Regions from separate parts of the Mus musculus genome. Here all the other regions are linked to region 2. The links are chromatin contacts, called in public HiChIP or PLAC-seq maps. All regions are on one chromosome and are shown on one strand. Each heading gives the region's core, a stretch centred on a gene start, on an enhancer-like site or on the middle of the called end of the contact. The rest is flanking DNA. Distances are from core to core; before and after follow the strand shown.

Region 1 (2,700 bases), core at 35-2,534, 190 kb before region 2:
GCTAAGAGTGGAAACCAAGCAAGTATGTGCTAACTTTTTGTGTAGTCACCAATTCTGCGAGAGATTCCGATGTGTGGTCATAATTGGGAAACACAGGCTTGAAGTCTGATTGCTCCCGAGTTGAGATGTTTGTGTGGCTGTCAGAAAAACACATGCGGTGAGGAGAGAGAGTGATTGTCAGGCTGGTGAAAAACAGTGTCTGTCTGTCCTGTCCACTCCACCAAAGGCAAAGCACTCATAGGTTCATTGATCGCTGCTCTCTTTCAACAAACACATTTGTGACTCAAGCCTTTAATCCCAGCACTCAGGAGGCAGAAGCAGAGACTCGTGGACTACTAAGTCTGAGTTCTGCAGAGCAAGTTCCGGGACAGCCAGGTCTACACAGAGAAACCTTGTCTCTGAAAATAAGTGTGTGTGGCTCCACAGTGTCCAGATAGGCATGAGAGGGGACAACAAAGCTTCAAAGATGGGACGAGTCAGGAAAAGCACACATCACGGCCAGGCCCAGGGCTTAACTAGGAGAGGCGGGGCAGGCCTGGGGCATAACTAAGGAGAGGCGCGGCAGATTTAATTTGCAGTGCACAAACTCATTAGCTGGACACAGAAGATGGAAGAATACAAAAATAGACAGGATTGTGCCTGTCAGAACACTGTGCCCTGAACAAAGGACAAAAGGAAGGCACAGAAACGCACAACTGCTCCTGATAGATTAAGGCCCACTGAAGAGGGAAGAAAGATTTGTTAATTGAGAAAATACCTCAATCAGACTGGCCCCTAGGCAAGTCTGTAGGGCATTTTCTTGATTAATGGTTGATGTAAGGATCTGACCCACCATGGGCAGTGCCACCCCTGGGCAGATGGATGAGATGACAAAGCCACAGGGAAGCCATGGGAGCAAGCCACCAAGTAGCACTCCTCCGTGGTCTCTACATCACTTCCTGCCTCAGCGGATGGTGACTAAAGGCAAACAAACTCTTTCGTTCCCGAGTTGCTTCTGGTCACAGAGTTTTACCACAGAAATAGGAACCTAGCTATGATAACTACACTATCACTTATCAGAAAAGAAAAATCAAATTGTTTCATTTTGGTGGTTATTTTCTAGACAAATGAATGAATTATAAATGCATATTAATATACTGGCACTCAGCACGGTGATGATCTTTGAGATTGTTTCTAAGCATATATTTTGAGAAATCATACAACTTTTTGGCCAGTGAGATGATTCATGGGTAAAGGCTCCTGCTGCCTATCCCACCTGACAACCTGAGTGACCCCAGAGAGCCACCTAATGGAGGCAATGACAACTTCATGTGTACACCCCACCCCCACAGACACAGACACACACAGAGGCACACACAGGCACACACACACAACTTCTACATGCTGTGGCACATGAATGTATACATTCAAATATAACTCAAGAACACTGTAAATCTAGGTTCCTCCCAGGATTTTAATAACCTCGGTTACAGTCTTCTCATAGCACTGCTGGCACACGTATTCTCAGCAAATGAGAGCAGCCCTATGCCTAGCCACTGGGCACACACAAGCGCCTCCTATAGCAGACTCAGAGCCGTTCAGTTCAGTGGCTCATTCATGCTCCCTGGTGAAGTTCTCCCAAGATGACAGCCCCATACGTTGTGTGGCTTCTCCTTCTGCATTTATTGTATTTCTGGCAAGTAGTTGTGACCCACAACGGCTGGCTTTAGAAAGAATACAGCTGCAGAGAGAAGAGATGCTGGATTTTAGCAGGGATGGAAGAAACTTTCCTGGAACATGGATGGGGGGTGGGGTGGGGTGGGGGATGTCCTCTAACTCCACGGAGGAAATCTTAAACATTTCTTTTGCCTCAGTGTGTCAGCCTGATGTCACTGTAACAGAGTACTGGATAAAGGACTTAAGAAGTACAGAGGATATTATTGGTTCATTGTTCAGAGGTTCAAATCCAAGGTCACATGGTCCTATTAGTTTGGGTTGCTGCAGAAGGTGGCAATGTCACAACAGGAGACAGGATCAGAGCACACTGCTCACAGCTCAAGCCAGAGCAGAAGAATCAGAGACCCTTTTAGGGGCATGTCCCTCAGTGGTCTAAAAACCGGCCATGGGGGTCCTATTTTTTTTAAGGGCTTCTTAAAAGATCACTTACTTATTTTAATTTTATGTGCATTGGTATTTGCCTGGATATATGTTTGTGTGAGTGTGTCTGATACCCTGGAACTGAAATTACAGACAGTTGTGAGCTGCCATGTGGGTGCTGAGAACTGGACCCAGGTCTTCTGGAAGAGCAGCCAGTGCTCTTAACAGCTGAACCATCTCTCCAGCCCCAAAGGCCCCACTTCTTTTTAAAAATGTATGTGTTTGAAGCTGGGCATGGTTTCACGTCAGTACTAGGGAGGCAGAGGCAGGCAGATCTCTGAGTCTGAGGCCACAGATTGAATTCTAGGACAGTCAGGGCTACACAGAGAAACCCAGTATGGGGAGGGTAGGTATGTGTTTGAGGGGTTTTTTGTTTTTTTTTTTGGTTTGTTTGTTTGTTTTTGCCTGTATGTATGTCTGTGCACCAGAAGAGGGCTTTGGATCCCCCTGGGTAGGCCCAACCTTTTAAAAACCCTGGCACTCCCCAATACCACCACCAGGTAGAACTGTTTGCAAGCACGTTTTGTGGCCGCCCAGAATCTGGGGAGAGAAAGAGCATGTGGG
Region 2 (2,700 bases), core at 181-2,680:
TGGGATCAGAATTCCCACTGCATCCCCCTATCCAGAGCTACTGCAGCCCCCCGGCTCCGGATTGGTCTGCTGGTGTGGGGGAGGGGCAGAGACCTCTTCCTGACGCTTTTCTGCGACTCTGGCAGGATTTTTATTTCTGAACGAGTACACTGCCTGCCCCAGCCCAGGAGCCAGCAAGGAGTAGAGGAGGGGGCAAGTTTTAAGCAGAGACAAATGACGTTGGGGCTTGTGAGAATCCCGCGATTTCCTGTGGAGTAGTCGCGGGCTCTTCCCGGGCTGGCTCCCTTGCACCCGGGAGCTCTTTTGTTTTGGAAGATGCTGGCAGCATCACTGTATTAAGAGCAGGCCGCGTTGTGTTGTGGATTACTGTTTTGGTGTTGCCGTTGGCTTTTGTCTGTTAAATTAACTGCTGTACATTTTCTTGTTCTCTGACGACATCGGGGGCTTACTTTTCTCACTCCTTCTCACAGGGACCCCATATGCCCAAGTCCAAGCACAGGTGGGGGGTGGAGGGCGGGTGGGGGGTGGAGGGCGGGCGGGTGGGGGCCCGGGGGTACGGAGGCATTGCCAGCCCATTCTAAAGATTACAAGTGTTCTTGGAGACTGCTCGGACTATCTCAGCCCTTGGAAAGATTCTAGACTTTCCTGGCTTAAACTGAAGCATGGGGCCCAGGTTTGACTTTTGCTTAATTTTCTCAGTGTCCCCAGGCTTGAGTCCCCACCCTTGTTTTGGGGTCCACAGAGCCCCGCAGGGGTAGTGCAGGGCTCCCGCTTCTCCTCCAGCCTTCTGCCAGCTTTGAAGACCTTCCTTCCAGCAATGCTACTGTACACGTGGTGAGGAACGCCACCCGCAACAAAGCTCGTGTACATATCTCCGTGTACATACGGAGTGTACATACATACATACATAATACAGTGTACATACATATAGTGCCCCGTGTTATAAAGATAACAGAGCATGGCATTTCTTTGGCATTCCAATTTTTTTTAACCCTTGGAAATATGGTTTTGGCAATCTTTTATTCTTCTTTTTCCTCTTTTCTATTTAATAAACATCCATGTGACCTTCCTGGTAGCTTCTTGAATTCCTGTGTCTTCCATTTCTGTAATCAGATCTCCAGCTGCCCTGAATGCTTTCGTCTCTCTCTCTCTCTCTCTCTCTCTCTCTCTCTCTCTCCCTACAACCTCACCTGCTGGTCTTTCCATTTGGATGGCCATCTTCCCCTTTCCTTGGGGACCAATCCAACATTTTCTCCGCTCACTGGGTCCCCTGTAGCCAAGGATGTAGACTCTGAACGAAGCACCAGGCCCCGAGGGTGCACAGTGCCCGTTTCCTTCCTGGGAGGTTGGACTGGCTGGCAAAGGAAATGTGTGTGAGATAGATGTTGAAATGATGCTAACCACAAATGAGCACGGGGTATGAGTAGTCAGAACTTAGAGCTGACGGTTGCCACCACGAGGGGATCTTCTGAAATGCAGCGGGGGTGGCAAGGTGCAGTCTACAGCCCAGCCAACATCTTTATTAGCTGATGCGCGGAGACCTGGGGAACCTAACAAATTTACCGATGAAGGGAAAGAAATAGATTACAGATAAACACAGGAGAACGCACAAAACTGTTGTAAAATTTGATAAAATAGACTTCGAACAAAACAACAATCCATCGGGGGAACATTATGATTCTAAATGTATGTGCCCTGAATACAGGTACACACAATCTCATAAAACGCATGCTATTTAGATGGAAAGTCACAGATTAACCTTAGCATGATAGTACTGGGTGACTTCAGTACCACACTCTTACCAATAGGTCATCCCCTCACCACAAAATATACAGAAACATTCAAATTAAATGACATTGTACACCACATGGTCTTAACAGACATCTATAGAGCACTTCATTCAAATGCTGTATAGTACTTACTCGTCTCAGCAGCCCATGGGACATCCTCTCGTACAAGGATACAACATTAAAATAATTTCCATATCCTGGATGAGTACAAGACTGTAAGGCTACAAATCAACAGCCAGAGAAACGCCAGAACACATACCAATTCGTGACGAATCTAGAAAGTTCTGGATAGGCAGAAAAAAAAATCTAACAAGATGGAACCCTTGTGGGTTATGGAAAGATCAGTGCCTGGGGGATAATTAGCCTCTGGGCTTCCCTGTACCCATGGAATATTCTAGAGCAGTGGCTCTCATATGGTGCCTCATGTTAGGGTGACTCTCAACCATAAAATTAATTTCATTGCTGGTTACTTCATAACTGTAATTTTGCTACTGTTATAAATAGTAATATAGGGCTGGTGAGATGGCTCAGCAGGTAAGAGCACCTGACTGCTCTTCCAAAGGTCCTGAGTTCAAATCCCAGCAACCACATGGTGGCTCACAACCATCCGTAATGAGATCTGACTCCCTCTTCTGGTGTGTCTACAGTGTACTTACATATAATAAATAAATACATCTTATAAAAAAAGGTTTTAAAAAAATAAATAGTAATATAAATATCTGATTTTTTTCTGGTGGTTTTAGGTGACCCCTGTGAAAGGGTCACTTGGCCCCCCCAAAGGGGTTGAGACCCACAGGTTGAAAATCACTCTCCTAGGGCATCTCAGGGTTCATGAGCATCAGGTGGGTAGAAAGAATACATCATCTCCTGTCATTGGTTCAGGAGCAGCTGGCTGAAAGACAGAGAGAGA
Region 3 (2,700 bases), core at 198-2,697, 250 kb before region 2:
ATCGTTGCGTATCTCCGCTGAAACTCAATGCCAATGGGCATGGAATAGGATTTCTGACATGAAAAAACAGATCTGATAAGGTTCTGTCTTGTTAACAATACAATTTCCATAATCTAAAAGAGATCTAAAATAGCCGGCAGGTCATTATACCTTCCTATACTGTGATACTGTTCTTACCTGATAATGGTGTTAACATTACAAGGAGTTTGCCCTTGCTCTTAGGAATGCCTAATGTCTGCTACTCACTCTTTTTTTTTTATTTGATTGTTTTAAGTTAGGTGAGATTGTGGATGTACACAATAAATCCCAATGTCCATGGAGGTCAGAAGTACAGGACTGCTGGAGTTACAGGTTGTAGTGGGCTACTCAGTGTGAGCACTAGGAACTGACCTGAGATTCTCTGCAAGGGCAGTATGCACTCTTAGCCACTCAACTCTCTCTAGCGCCCACTTATTCCTTTAGTAGAAACTTTATACACAGAAAACGTAAAGGAAGCAAACGCCCTCTGACGTCAGAGGTGAGCTCCCGGGTTTGGGGTTTGCCTCTGGGCTCCAGGCTTGCTGTGATCCAGTTTTCCACACTATGCCCTGATAGAAAATATGTAATTCTCTTTCTGATTTGACAGAAGTTTATAATTAAGAGATTGTCTTGAGTTTCAAGAGACGTTGGATTTGAAACAGTGTTGAGTCTGTGAAAGGCTACAAGGACCTTTGAATTTGGTCTAAATTCATTTTGTATTAATTTGGTCACAAGCCAATGAGTGTGGGGAGAGCAGACGTAGTCGTTTGAATGAGAATGTCCTCCACGGGCTCAGATGTTTGGATATTTGGTGGAACTCGCTGGGAAAGTTTAGGAGCTCGACAGGAGGTTGGCTCTGAGACGCCGTAACACTTGTAGCCAGCTTTGTCTACCTTGTATTATGGTTGAGAATGTGAGCTCTCAGCTTCCTGCTCCTGCCACCAAGATGGACTCTTACTGTTTCAGAGCCATAAACCCAGACAAACTCCTTCTGTAAGTTACCTTGGTCGTGATGTTTCTCACAGTAATAGGTAATACAGATAATGCAGAAGTAGGTTTCTGGCCAGTGCTTTGGTGAGTCGCCTTCTAGGAGACCAGTAGCTTATCTTCTCACTGAACAAAGTATGAGCACTTCCTTGCACACTAACCAATGGAGAGTTATATAAGCATTCTTCACATACGATAAAATTTTTTTTAGATTTTTATTCTTCTGTGTATGGGTAGCTTGACTGCAAGTATGTCTCTGCACCACACATGGCAGTCCCCATGGGGATCCGGTAGATGGTACCAGAGAAATAAAGGGAATCAGTATAATGTCATGTGTCAAAAAACAGGTTAAGTGAGTGGGGAAGAATGACCTGTCAGGCTATATATGAACTTCCCAAATGCTCGAATGAAACCACACAGATATAACTTCCTGCTAGAAAAGGCAACGTCGTAGGGCTGGGGTATAGCCCAGTGACAGAGTGATGGCTAGCACGTCAGCGCCAGTGTACATTCCCAGGATGGGGGAAAACTAGTTTTGTTTTGCTTTATTTTTTTTTTTTTTTTTTGTTTTTTTGAGACAGGGTTTCTCTGTATAGCCCTGGCTGTCCTGGAACTCACTCTGTAGATTAGGGTGGCCTCGAACTCAGAAATCCTCCTGCCTCTGCCTCTGACTAAAGGCGTGCGCCACCACGCCCGGCCCAGCACTGTTTTGCTTTTGATACAGAGTTTCACCATATGACCCTGGCTGGCCTCGAATATGCTGTGTACAGTAGGCTGGCCTAGAATATGCTATGTACAGTAGGCTGGCCTCGAATATGCTGTGTACAGTAGGCTGGCCTAGAATATGCTGTGTACAGTAGGCTGGCCTCGAATATGCTGTGTACAGTAGGCTGGCCTCGAATATGCTGTGTACAGTAGGCTGGCCTCGAATATGCTGTGTACAGTAGGCTGGCCTCGAATATGCTGTGTACAGTAGGCTGGCCTAGAATATGCTGTGTACAGTAGGCTGGCCTCGAATATGCTGTGTACAGTAGGCTGGCCTAGAATATGCTGTGTACAGTAGGCTGGCCTAGAATATGATGTGTACAGTAGGCTGGCCAAGAATATGCTGTGTACAGTAGACTGGCCAAGAATATGCTGTGTACAGTAGGCTGGCCAAGAATATGCTGTGTACAGTAGGCTGGCCTAGAATATGCTGTGTACAGTAGACTGGCCAAGAATATGCTGTGTACAGTAGGCTGGTCTAGAATATGCTGTGTACAGTAGGCTGGCCTAGAATATGCTGTGTACAGTAGGCTGGCCTTGACTCATGAGATCTGCCTGCTTTTGCCCAACAGTTATCTTGTTTGTTAACAGTTTTGTCTTAACTGAACTTTTATTATAAAATTGCACAAACATATACAATTCAATAGATCGCTACATAGTAAACACACCTGTATAAAAACACAAGTTTGTAAAAAGCTAAATACTCACCTATCATAAACATGCCAAGAGAAATAAAAACAGCTGTCTATACAAAGACCTGTATGCCAATGTTCACAGCAATTTTAGAGAAATTGAAAATTGGGACAAATCCAAAGCTCATCTATAAATGAATGGATAAAGTGTGGCCCATCACAAAGGGAGGAGCAGCTCAGGGCTGCAAGCCCAGGGCCCTGATTTGATCATTGGCACTGAAGGTTAAAAAAAAATGGC

The links. HiChIP or PLAC-seq counts read pairs in DNA pulled down with a chosen protein or histone mark.
Region 1: an H3K27ac HiChIP or PLAC-seq map of the HPC-7 cell line shows a contact between it and region 2, with 6 times the contacts expected there. The contact joins two enhancer-like sites. A contact is called at or near these places in 1 of 15 datasets of contacts at CTCF or cohesin (large pre-B cells), 11 of 484 Hi-C or Micro-C datasets (CD8 T cells, the G1E-ER4 cell line, the MNK3 cell line and 5 more) and 5 of 115 datasets of contacts at active chromatin or transcription factors (the HPC-7 cell line, craniofacial prominence, embryonic limb bud and 2 more).
Region 3: a contact with region 2 is called in an H3K4me3 HiChIP or PLAC-seq map of bone marrow-derived macrophages, with 4 times the contacts expected there. The contact joins two enhancer-like sites. A contact is called at or near these places in 2 of 15 datasets of contacts at CTCF or cohesin (large pre-B cells and pro-B cells), 5 of 484 Hi-C or Micro-C datasets (B cells, bone marrow-derived macrophages, embryonic stem cells and 2 more), 6 of 115 datasets of contacts at active chromatin or transcription factors (astrocytes, bone marrow-derived macrophages, embryonic basal ganglia and 2 more) and 3 of 9 other capture datasets (embryonic stem cells, liver and pancreatic islet).

Annotation. Positions count from the first base shown.
Region 1 is chr1:180,620,790-180,623,489 of GRCm38.p6, reverse strand. No RefSeq gene overlaps it. Among named protein-coding and RNA genes, the nearest start is that of Lin9, 19 kb to the left of the region's middle. Within about 2 kb of position 1,284, at least 5 of the 459 cell types and tissues checked have an H3K27ac peak or open chromatin away from gene starts, as enhancers often do. A contact at or near this core is called in the HPC-7 cell line, where this site is marked.
Region 2 is chr1:180,430,756-180,433,455 of GRCm38.p6, reverse strand. Stum (mechanosensory transduction mediator) reads left to right here. Exons shown (of 4, transcript NM_001081227.2): 4 at 1-1,083. Among named protein-coding and RNA genes, the nearest start is that of Gm39712, 24 kb to the right of the region's middle. Within about 2 kb of position 1,430, at least 122 of the 459 cell types and tissues checked have an H3K27ac peak or open chromatin away from gene starts, as enhancers often do. A contact at or near this core is called in the HPC-7 cell line and bone marrow-derived macrophages, where this site is marked.
Region 3 is chr1:180,678,453-180,681,152 of GRCm38.p6, reverse strand. It overlaps Lin9 (lin-9 homolog (C. elegans)), which reads right to left. Exons shown (of 15, transcript NM_001103182.2): 12 at 1-53. Among named protein-coding and RNA genes, the nearest start is that of Mixl1, 17 kb to the left of the region's middle. Within about 2 kb of position 1,447, at least 8 of the 459 cell types and tissues checked have an H3K27ac peak or open chromatin away from gene starts, as enhancers often do. A contact at or near this core is called in bone marrow-derived macrophages, where this site is marked.